2 separate regions of the Bombyx mori genome follow, and region 1 is linked to region 2. A link is a contact called in public Hi-C data. All regions are on one chromosome and are shown on one strand. The core of a region is the stretch at or near the end of the contact, and the rest is flanking DNA. Distances in the headings are between cores, read along the strand shown.

Region 1 (5,373 bases), core at 1,623-4,122, 81 kb before region 2:
CAGGTCAACAGCTTCACGGAACCTATAAACATCAGATATAGTTCACCAAATGAATTCCATGAATTCCGCCACCTCCCTTTATTACAAGTGTTATGTATAGATATTAAATCGCATTATAAAATGGCGGGTAGATGCAAAAATAAACCAGTCTGCTTTGGAATCTTTCATTTGTGCATACACAACAGTATAAGCTAAGCAAGTAAAATAACGAGAAGATAAAACATTGATCCAACACAAGCCCGAAGCGTACAAAGTTAGTCAGTGTAAAATATCAATACTTTAGTGAGCAGGCTTAACTAAAGGCGGGTAATCATCAAGTTAACTGAGCATTTTTAATTGCTTTTAAAAGCTAAATACAAATAAAGCTCATAAACAAACACTTTTATTGAGAAAACAATACAAATTTCATCCGTTCACTGAAGCTTCTGACACCAATCTTACACTAGCTACTATTAGCTCTTGATATGAGTATGAATCCAATCTATATATGGCACAATTGAAGTCATTGTCTCAATTTGATAGGCCTGCTGTCTCTCATTGTTCTCCAAGCAGTCCCTCTTGCGTCCACTGGCCAGGAGTGCTATGACCCCGGTGCTGTGGATGGCTATACCTCCAGTTTCCTGGTGACAAGCGTCGGTCAACGAGCAGGACCGAGCCAAACACATCCCCGGATAAGTAACGGTGCCTTCACAAGTCTTCACCACAACCGATGAAATCTGTAGAGTTCTCTTCAATTTTCCACTGGTATCATTGGTCGACTTGAAGCCTATTAGCTCAACTTCGTAACCGTTCATAGAGAACATGTCAACGGCGCTCAATTTGGCGAACTGTTTAAGGGTGATGGGATCGGTGCGCAGAAGGCCGATGTCGTTGTGAAGCATTCTCGGTGACGCGGCATATCTGGGGTGGACTATTCCGGAAAGGATCGCGATGGCGGTGTCCTGGGAAGGTTTCTGCGTGAGTCCATAGTACACCACCCATGACATCTTCGGATCCTGGATTAGCAAGTCTTCGGTTTTGGAGACGCAGCGCGCGGTGGTCAGGGTCCAGGTCGGGGTCAGCACGCACCCCGAGCACAGCAGAGCGTTCGTCGTAGTATTCGTGAGTTTTAACTCGACCGTCACAACGTACGGGTACTCATCTTCTAAAGCATCTCTGCCTGTGCGCAGTGATTTCGTGCAAACCACAATATTTACAGTTTGCAAAACGAAATATAACATTAGATTCAATGCCACAATACCCATTATGTATTACAATGTTGTTCAACATAAGAGAAATACAATACACGTGAAACATTTTTATTGTTTTTCTGTTTTAATGTTTTATATTTTATTGACGAGATTTTTATTACGCGCTGTGCAATGTTATTCGCGATCGGGTTTCCCAGCAGTTTGATTGATATTTTATTTGTTTAAGGCATTTACGATAGTTTATGAAAACTTTTTTCTGGCACAGTGGGGGTGGGGAAATGTGTTAGTGCTTGTCCTTTTGGGAATACGCTGCCACAAACACAAGTAACTGAGTTTCTTTCACCGGGTCTTCTCATTGGGCCGTGATTCCGACCCGATGGTAGATTCTGCGAAGCACTGTGCTTGCTAGGGCTAGTTTTAGTAAATTCTCTCAGGATGAGCCCAGGGAGCTCACCTACCGGTCCGTGAGTAGTTAGAATAGCCCTTTAGGGTACCGACGATTAGGTAAGCAAAAAAATGCAAGCCCTTTCCTGCATTGAAGGAATCAGGGTTGAAGCCAATGTTCAATGAATCCAATGATTTTTTTATATATCATAATAATACCCTTTTTTGATTCATCCTACTTAATATTATAAATGTGAAAGTGTGTAAGAATGTATAGACATATTCAGAAAAGTACTTCGTAATTTTTCGGAAAAGTTCGTATTTATCGTGCTCTCTCAGTGCAATGACATTATTCATTTTGACACTAAATAATAAAGTTCCATACTATTGGATATGAAAATGTTACTCATTTAATATAATCATTCATTGACTGTTCGGGTGTCATCGTATTCCGATAAAGATCAGAGTTTTCCCGAAGGAAAATAATTTCCCACTACATCTTAATTGTTACTCTTTCACGCAAAAAGTGCTCAATGAATTTTGATGAAGCTTACAATAATATAGCTTACACTGCAGAATAACATGCATGTTAATCATGGTTGTAATGAATGGTAGGTGGATCAATATTTGAATAGTTATGACTATTCACAATCGAGTGCGCGATATTATGAAAGATGAAGATAGAAAATTCAATAAGATCAATAATAAGTTATAGTTCCCGAAGCGAAGCACGGGCGGGTCGCTAATTTAACCCTCAGACACAGCCTACTGAGTTTCTCGCCGGATCTTCTCAGTGGGTCGCGTTTCCGATCCGGTGGTAGATTCTGCGAAGCACTGCTCTTGCTAGGGTCAGTGTTAGCAACACTCCCGGTTTGAGCCCCGTGAGCTCACTTACATGTTAGGGCGAAGCTGATATAGCCGCTTAAGACTCAGTATATAGAAAAAAAAGTCACTAAAATCGAGTGCAACACTAAAATATTTGTATATTATTTTAAATTTTGTGGCTGGATTTATTCGCATTGTTTTCGGCCCCGGTTTATGTACTAGGAGACTCGACACATATTTTTCTACACATGCGTTTAAAATTTGAAAATTTCAAACTATTTTGTTCTATGAAAAAAAAAAAACGAAATTAATAAAGAAACATTTTGTAGTGGACCAAATGGTGTATCTAGAAGAAAAAGCCTCTCAAGGCTATCAGCATAGGTAGGGGGAAAAATGTATAAAAAGGAATATGCGGAGCTCTTTTGGAGGTGGCATTGTCCTTGTCGTTGGCCTGGTGGAAGGGAGGCGGCGCGGCTCACCTTGTGTATCTGCTGGATCTGGTCCTCGAGCGTGATGTGCGCCCTGGCGGCGCGGGTGGCGGCCTCCACGCTGGAGGTGTGCCCGTCCCACGTCACGCGCTCGTCGCGCTTCTTCTCCTCCTCGCCGATCTTCTTACCGATGGTCGTTTCCTCGTCCCCTACACCGAAGATGTCAGTACGACGCTCCGCCAACTACAACAAATGTTTATTATTTTCTTAACAGACTTACAAAATAAGGAGGTTTGCAATTCGACATTTTTTTGTTTCCTGAGGTTTTTTTCTCTTGTGAATTGATTTTGATGATTTGTTTATTTGAAAGCATGGTGCCATTTAAATTTTATGAAGATTTGATCAGTAGTTTTGGAATTATCCTCAATAGTTGCACATTTATTGACTTCAGACGTTTCTCTCTCGTTGTATTTTGTTGAATTCAGTTTTTTATTTAAAATTTGATATTATTATATAAACTTATTTATTTATTTACGTACACACAAAAAAGAAGGCATAGTACCGAGTAATAGGAAAATTATGTACAAAGGCACTGCTTATTTTTTTAAGAAATCTCTTCCAGCAGACCTGCGAGAGGATTATGAGAATAATAATTAAAAGTGATGAGTGTGTGTAGAACAGCTAAAATAACAAATACAACATGAGAATTATAGTAATGCACATACACATAGCAAATAGTTACTGGTGGTAGGACCTCTTGTGAGTCCGCACGGGTAGGTACCACCTCCCTGCCTATTTCAGCCGTGAAGCAGTAATGCGTTTCGGTTTGAAGGGCGGGGCAGCCGTTGTAACTATACTGAGACCTTAGAACTTATATCTCAAGGTGCGTGGCGCATTTACATTGTAGATGTCTATGGGCTCTAGTAACCACTTAACACCAGGTGGGCTGTGAGCTCGTCCACCCATTTAAGCAATAAAAAAATTTATCAAAAAAGTTTGGATGTGGGCATACCTGTTTAAGCGAAGCCTCGATGGCGGCCCCGGGGGCGAGCGCCTCGTCCCGGTCGGTGCGCTCGGCGGCGGCGCGGTCCCGCTGCTCCAGCCAGCGCGGGTCCAGCAGCCCGATGCGCACGTGCTCGGCCACCTTGCTGGCGGGGATCTTCTCGCCGGTGATGGGCGACACGAGCCACTCGTCCCCGGCGGCGGCGCGGGGCTTCGCCTCCTTGGGGTTGTACTTCTTGACGACGACGCGGTCGGGGCGCGGCGGGAGGGGCGCCTCGTCCGCGCGCGGGGCGTCTTGCTCCGTCTCGGACTGAAAAATAATTTACATGAATATTAGCTATGATATTATCAGAACAGCTTTTTTTTTATAATAAATAAATATTTACTAACAATCACACCACGTTAACTGGTTCTGTGCTAAGTTCGTAAAGAACTTGTGTTACAGGTACCAGATAACGGAAATAAATGTAAGATTTTTATTATACACATACATATATTTAATATACATCCATAACCCTGGAAAAAACATTTTATATTTATCATACAAATATCTTCCCTTGGCGGGATTCGAACCCGCGACCCTGTTGTGTAGTGACCATGTCACTTACCACTGCATCAAACGGCTCTGAACTGTATATATAGCATTGAAGGATTTTTTAAATGCTAGCTTTGAAATCAGTTTGTTGATACTGGTTCAGCTTAAATTGTAAAATCATTAAAAATATTACCTCCGAAGTCGAGCTTTCCTCTTCCATGTCTTGCACGCGGTTATCGTCCGGCCGATGGGACTGAGTTCGATCCTCCATTTCCGCAAGTTCCTCATCAGACTCCGATTCCGATTCGGATTCAATTTGCATCTCAGTATCATCGTCGTCATTCTGGTTCCGTATTATATCTTCACCCCTCTCTTGGGCGAGGACGCGGGCTCCGACTTCTAGTGGAGTGGTCGGAGGAGGGAAGTCTCCGGGTTCCCCTGCGGGGTAATCTACAGTTTCAACAACGACAAAATCGTGCCAGTCTATGGAGGCATACGCGAGCCTCTCTTTCTCAATTTTGGCCTCGTCAGCGGCCTTGCGCTTGGCTTGGTGCGCGTGCCAGGCAGCGCGACTGCGAGCTTGTTCTAATATCCCGCTGCGTATCTCAGCATTCAGCTTTGATACTAGTTCTTTTGGCGGCAGCAACACCTTCGTGTACTGCTCAAGCAGACGCGTGAAGTATTGGAACAGTGAATGCTGGGGACGAAGAAAATCAAACTGATGATTACGCTCCTCTTTCTTCATTAAATCCGTTAAGAACTGACGACCGTTTCTGGCGACAAATTGCGCGGTTAATTTCACTATGTCGAGCTCCAGAGCCGATATAGACGGTGGATCAGCGATAAATTCGAAATCTGGTGGTGGGTCGCGCGGCGGAGGCAGTTCTGCAGGAGCAGCTGCCTTGAGGAGCTCCTGCTGGCGGGCCGCTGTGGCTGGAGCGAGACCCATTCGTTGCTGTCCTGATGGCATAGTTGGTGGTGCAGTTGGTTCGGGAACTAAAAAAATACG
Region 2 (5,353 bases), core at 2,449-4,948:
TGCAATGAAAACATGAGCTTCCTCTGCTAATCTACCAATATACATATTTTCAGTTTTTTGTATACATTATTCAATATTTACATATCAGTTACATAATTAAAGTTACTCTTACGGTTTTTTAGTCGCCCGCAATCACGATTACTGTAAAACATTTGATAATCGGGGAAATAATAATTATGTTATGAACATACTGAACCCGAAATTAAAGCTTAGAAGTACATTTAATTATGTTTTTCAAATACTTTAAACATTCAGTACTATGATCTTTCTGATTACGTAACATCATACGTCATAAGAAGAAAGCTAACCTTACTTGAAAGCAAAATTTTCGATATCTCCTACATCAATAAAATTTCACACAGCTGCTCATTTCCAACTCCACAGGCGACACATTCAGAAAACGCACCGATAATCTACACGATAGACTTGTCGACGATGGTAACTGATCCTACCCTGGCCTCCGTCAGGGAGACAGCCTTCATACTTAACCCACATACCGGTGTACTGACTCTTAACATCCAGCCCACTGCGTCCATGCACGGAATGTTCGAATTCCAAGTCGTGGCCACGGATCCAGGTGAATTTATTGGTTTTCTAGTTTGTCTTATTTCATACTACTACGGTCAGCTGTTAGCATCGTACCATATTAGAACTAATCTCTCTTCTAATTAGGAAAATTAGAGGACATTTAGTACGAATTCTTCTCAACGGTTTCACTGTTGACAGAGTAGTCATGATCGTCATGTAGTGACGGAGGAGGCAAACTTGATGCGTCTCACGATGTCCCGCCATCTCTCCCTGCTCCAAGCCATTCTACTGCACTCATTTATGGACACTTACTTACATAGAACAGCTATGGGAGATCGTAGACATCATAATCTATCTATTATTACAATACTTCAGCCGCTCTGCCCTTCAGAGCATACGAATGCTTTCCGACTAAAATTGGCAGAACGATGGTATTTATCCTTGCGGACTTACAATACGCCCAACCACCCCATAAAGTAGGGAAAAAATCAGGGTTTGAGAGCGGGAAAATTTTGGAAGGGACTGAACTTTACTGGTGTCTTGTGAGTCCACTCAAATAGATACCATCACCCTACCTATTTCTGCCATGAAACAGTAATCCAGTTTGAACTAAATTCGTTAAGAGTTGCTATGAGACAATAAGTCATGACTTAATGCACTTGCAATTGTTTTAATTACAGCTGGCTACAGTGATAGAGCAAATGTCAAGATCTACTTGATCTCCACAAGAAACCGCGTCTTCTTCTTGTTTGTTAACACTTTAGAACAAGTCGAGCAGAACACTGACTTCGTAAGTATTTTTAGCATTTCAAAACCGGCTCATTGGTCGCCGCGTTGATCGAATTCGGTATCTGGTCGACGTCAGTACTTTTGTTAGAAATCTATGGTGCTCTTTCGAGTACTAGACCAGCCAGAATTGTCTATTTCGGTTTGCTTAATTCCTGTACTTAGAATATAAATGGATATGTATTACTCTTGCTGGCTTCAAAATGGTGTTGCAATATACCACACACGGCGAATATGATCACAAGTTGTAGTTCCTTTTTATAATATAACCTTGTTTTTTCGTATAAACACAATTAAAACTCCCACGTTGATTGTTATTGGCATTCACACTGTAGATCTCTGTAAGCTCCTGTAACCACTTAACATGAGGTCGGTTGTGAGCTCGTCTACTTATCTAAGCAATAAAACAAATATGTGATGCTAAATACGACACAATAACCCTCCTCCAGTGTTCGCATCCCACAGGCGGGTACCAATTTTTGTAATGAAATACGTACTTAACAAATGTTCACGATTGACTTCCGCGGTAAACGAATAACATCGTGTCATGAAATCAAACCCACTAAATTATAATTTGCGTAATTACTGGTGGTAGGACCTCTTGTGATTCTGCACGGGTAGGTACCACCGCCCTGCCTATTTCTGTCGTGAAGTAGTAATGCGTTTCAGTTTAAAGGGTGGGGCAGCCGTTGTAATTACCTAGTCTTGCCATAAATACTGAGACAAAGGAAGAAAAAAAATCTAGAATTTGTAATCAAACATTAAACTTAGTAGAGTATTGTGAGCGTCTTATCTTGAAACATATACCTAGTCTGGCCATAAATACTGTTACAATTAAAAATAATAAAAAATCTATTGCAAGTAACATTTATTACTTTTACAGTGTGTTAATTTAACACATAAATATAAAACAATTTAAATAAATAATTTAATAAATAAATAAATAAAGTATAAGAAGCTTATTCGAAGTGGTCTCCATTGGCTGCAATACAGTCCTTTAAACGTTGAGGCCAGTTATCAATAGAAGCACGCACTCTTTCCATGGGAAAAATTTTCACTGCCAATCGTACGGATTGTTTTAGGGACTCCAAATTATCCTGGCGTTTAGAACAAGCCGTACTCTCTAAAACTGACCATAAATCATAATCCAGCGGATTAAGATCGGGACTAGACGACGGCCAGTCTTCAGCTCTGATGAAGTCCGAAACGTTCGTTTCCAACCAAGACTGCGTAGACCGAGCTTTATGACCTGCCGCCGAGTCTTGCTGGAAGGACCATTCTTGATTATTGAACATGGTGTTGTTAAGGGGCTTCACTACTTTCTCAAGAATGGTATCTTGATACCCTTGTGCCAATCTTTTGATACCTTTTTCACAAAAGTATGGCTCAATCACTCCTTCATAGCTAATACCTCACCAAACCATCACTGAAGTCGGATAGTGCCCACGTTGCACTCTGTCGATTAATTAGGAAGCTTCCTTAGAGCTTTGAGCATAAATACGGTCATTTTGTTTGTTAAAATGTTGCTCAGTTGTAAAAAAATTCTCATCCGTAAACAAAATTTTTCTATGACCTCCCTTTGCGTACCGCTTCAGTAGCTGTTTCGATTTTACCACCCTATTCTCTTTTAAATTATCATATTATTATAAGATATGACCAGTACGTCTCTTATAGGCTGCAATTCCTAAGTCATATTTTAAAATACGCGACATGGTTTTAGGTGCTATCTTCATCTCCCGAGATAAAATCTTTTGCTTTCGGACAGGATTTCTTAGAATTCTTTCCCTTACTGCTTTGACCTCCTTTTTCGTACGAACACTACGTGGACGGCCAGATCTTTTTCCGTCACAAACAGAGGAGGTCTCATTGCACCTATTAATAGCCCGGTACACAAACACTTTACTAATACCAAGCGTATGGAGAGTTTTAAAAATTGCATTTGGCTCCATTCCTACTTTGTGTAATGCAATCACAGCGATTCGGTTCTCTTTATCACCCCACTCCATTTTAATATCGCAAAATATTGTACAATGTATTGGCGCCAAAATGAGAAAACTCAATGAGCAATCATATAAAAATGACAGATTCCAAATTCAAATGTAATATTTTGTTTATTTTTAATTGTAACAGTATTTATGGCCAGACTAAGTATACTGAAATTTTAAAACCCACATCTCAAATTGTGTGGCGGCATTTACGTTTTAGATGTCTATGGGCTCCGGTCACCACTTAACACCAGGTGGGTCGTGAGCTCGTCCATCTATCTATGCAATAAAAAAATAATTAATAAACTAAACATCGATAATCCATTCTCCTAGATAGCACAAACCTTTTCCGCCGGCTTCGAGATGACGTGTAACATCGACCAAGTCGTTCCGGCCACTGACGCCAGCGGGGTCATCATGAACGGCATCACCGAAGTGAGGGGACACTTCATCCGCGATAATGTGCCCGTACCAGCCGACGAGATCGAGACGTAAGCACGATTGTAACAATTAAAGTCATCCAACTAGTATTACCAAAGTAATCAAGTCAAACATCGATTATAGGGTGTTTATGGAATAGAAACGGTGCTAAAGAAAAATCGATTTCTATTTTTCTTATATGTCTTTTGGGCTATGATTATATCAGCCCTTCCCAAAGTGGGCGATAATGCCCCCTTGTGGGCGCTGCAGGCCTAAAGGGGGGCGTTAAGAGATCCAGAAAAAAATGGGGGCATTGTGTAGAGACTTGGGAGGCGATTTGTAATTTCATCTAGGAGGACCCTCAGACACCGACTGAGCTCTCGCTATAGTGGGTTTTTAAGGAGGTAGATGAAAAAATGGGGGCGCTAACAATAATTTATTCTCAAAGTGGGCAGTAGACGTAATAAGTTTGGGAGCCCCTGGACTATATCGTTTTTTATGGATATAGTGTATTGGAAGAGCAAAAGGTACACCAGTAAGTATCAAATGAGTGCTGACTACGCAGGACCGTTTTCCAACCCGGTTTGAAGTAACAGTTGTCAAGAAACACCACGAAAGAAGCTGGATCTTAAAGGCAAAAAAAGATCTCTGAAAATGTAACGAAAAGCCTAAAAATTATTTATTTAAATTATTTATACATACAAGCTAAGCACATTCGATTTTTCTCTATAAGTGCGAAACGATTCTCAGCATATTTTTGAAGTGAAACTTCTTTAGGCGCGTTGAGAGTAAAATTTAACTCGGGACAGATTCGTTATGGCTAAAGAGAACAGATACAATTTAGCAAGAGCGAGAGTGAGAAAATAGATAGCGTCTCGCAGACCCATCGACCGTGGAGAGAGGTAGAGGACAAAGTTAGCTAGGTCGTGTTTCATAAGCAGCAATGTGTATAAACACAGCATTCCCATGTTACAAAAGAAATTTAATTTAAGGATGAAAAATGAAGAAAACCACAATACTACACAGTGCAAAAGAAGTTTCACTTCTTTCATTTTTTTGTGAGCAATTCTTTTCAAAATACTACAAACTTTTACATTTTAAACAGTCGCGTTTTTTTTAAATTGGTTTTACGAGATTCTTATATTAATACTAGCTGGCCCGGCAAACGCTGTTTTGCCATATACATTATTTCTAGGAAAGATAAATAACCTAGACACTGACTGCAGTGCCTGATTTGTGAATCTAAACCATCCAGGGCGCCAACCAAACGAATACAAAAAAAACAATTCAAATCGGTCCAGCCGCTTAAGAGGAGTTCAGTGACAAACAGACGCACAGAAGAAGCATATAATATATCTCCTTACTTCAAGTAGTTGGGTTTATGTGCAGTTTTAAATTAACTATACTGAGACCTTAGAACTTATATCTCAAGGTGGGTGGAAAATTTACGTTGTAGATGTCTATGGGCTCCAGTAACCACTTAACACCAGGTGGGCTGTGAGCTTCGTCTGCCCATCTAAGCAATAAAAAAAATTAAAAAAAATACAAATCCAGATAAAGAGCAAACATTTTCGCCGCAAGAATATCTATCCACAGTGAAAATGGACCCACGACTCCGCAGTCCAATAGGCAGA

What was found. A called contact is a pair of places that touch in the nucleus more often than the background predicts.
Region 1: a contact with region 2 is called in a Hi-C map of midgut, with 2.3 times the contacts expected there. The contact joins the promoter of LOC105841499 here to the enhancer-like site in region 2.

What each region holds. Positions count from the first base shown.
Region 1 is chr6:2,357,976-2,363,348 of ASM3026992v2, reverse strand. It overlaps LOC105841499 (transmembrane protease serine 3-like), which reads right to left and starts at 2,872. Exons shown (of 1, transcript XM_012689653.4): 1 at 1-2,872. The coding sequence starts at 1,244. The coding sequence ends at 453. LOC101738204 (splicing factor 3A subunit 1) reads right to left here. Exons shown (of 9, transcript XM_004925201.4): 3 at 4,558-5,360; 4 at 3,840-4,139; 5 at 2,879-3,070.
Region 2 is chr6:2,277,761-2,283,113 of ASM3026992v2, reverse strand. It overlaps Btr175 (cadherin-like membrane protein), which reads left to right. Exons shown (of 35, transcript NM_001044217.1): 29 at 385-577; 30 at 1,209-1,318; 31 at 3,633-3,790. Among protein-coding and RNA genes, the nearest start is that of LOC101743451, 6.6 kb to the right of the region's middle. Within about 2 kb of position 3,698, at least 1 of the 8 cell types and tissues checked has open chromatin away from gene starts, as enhancers often do.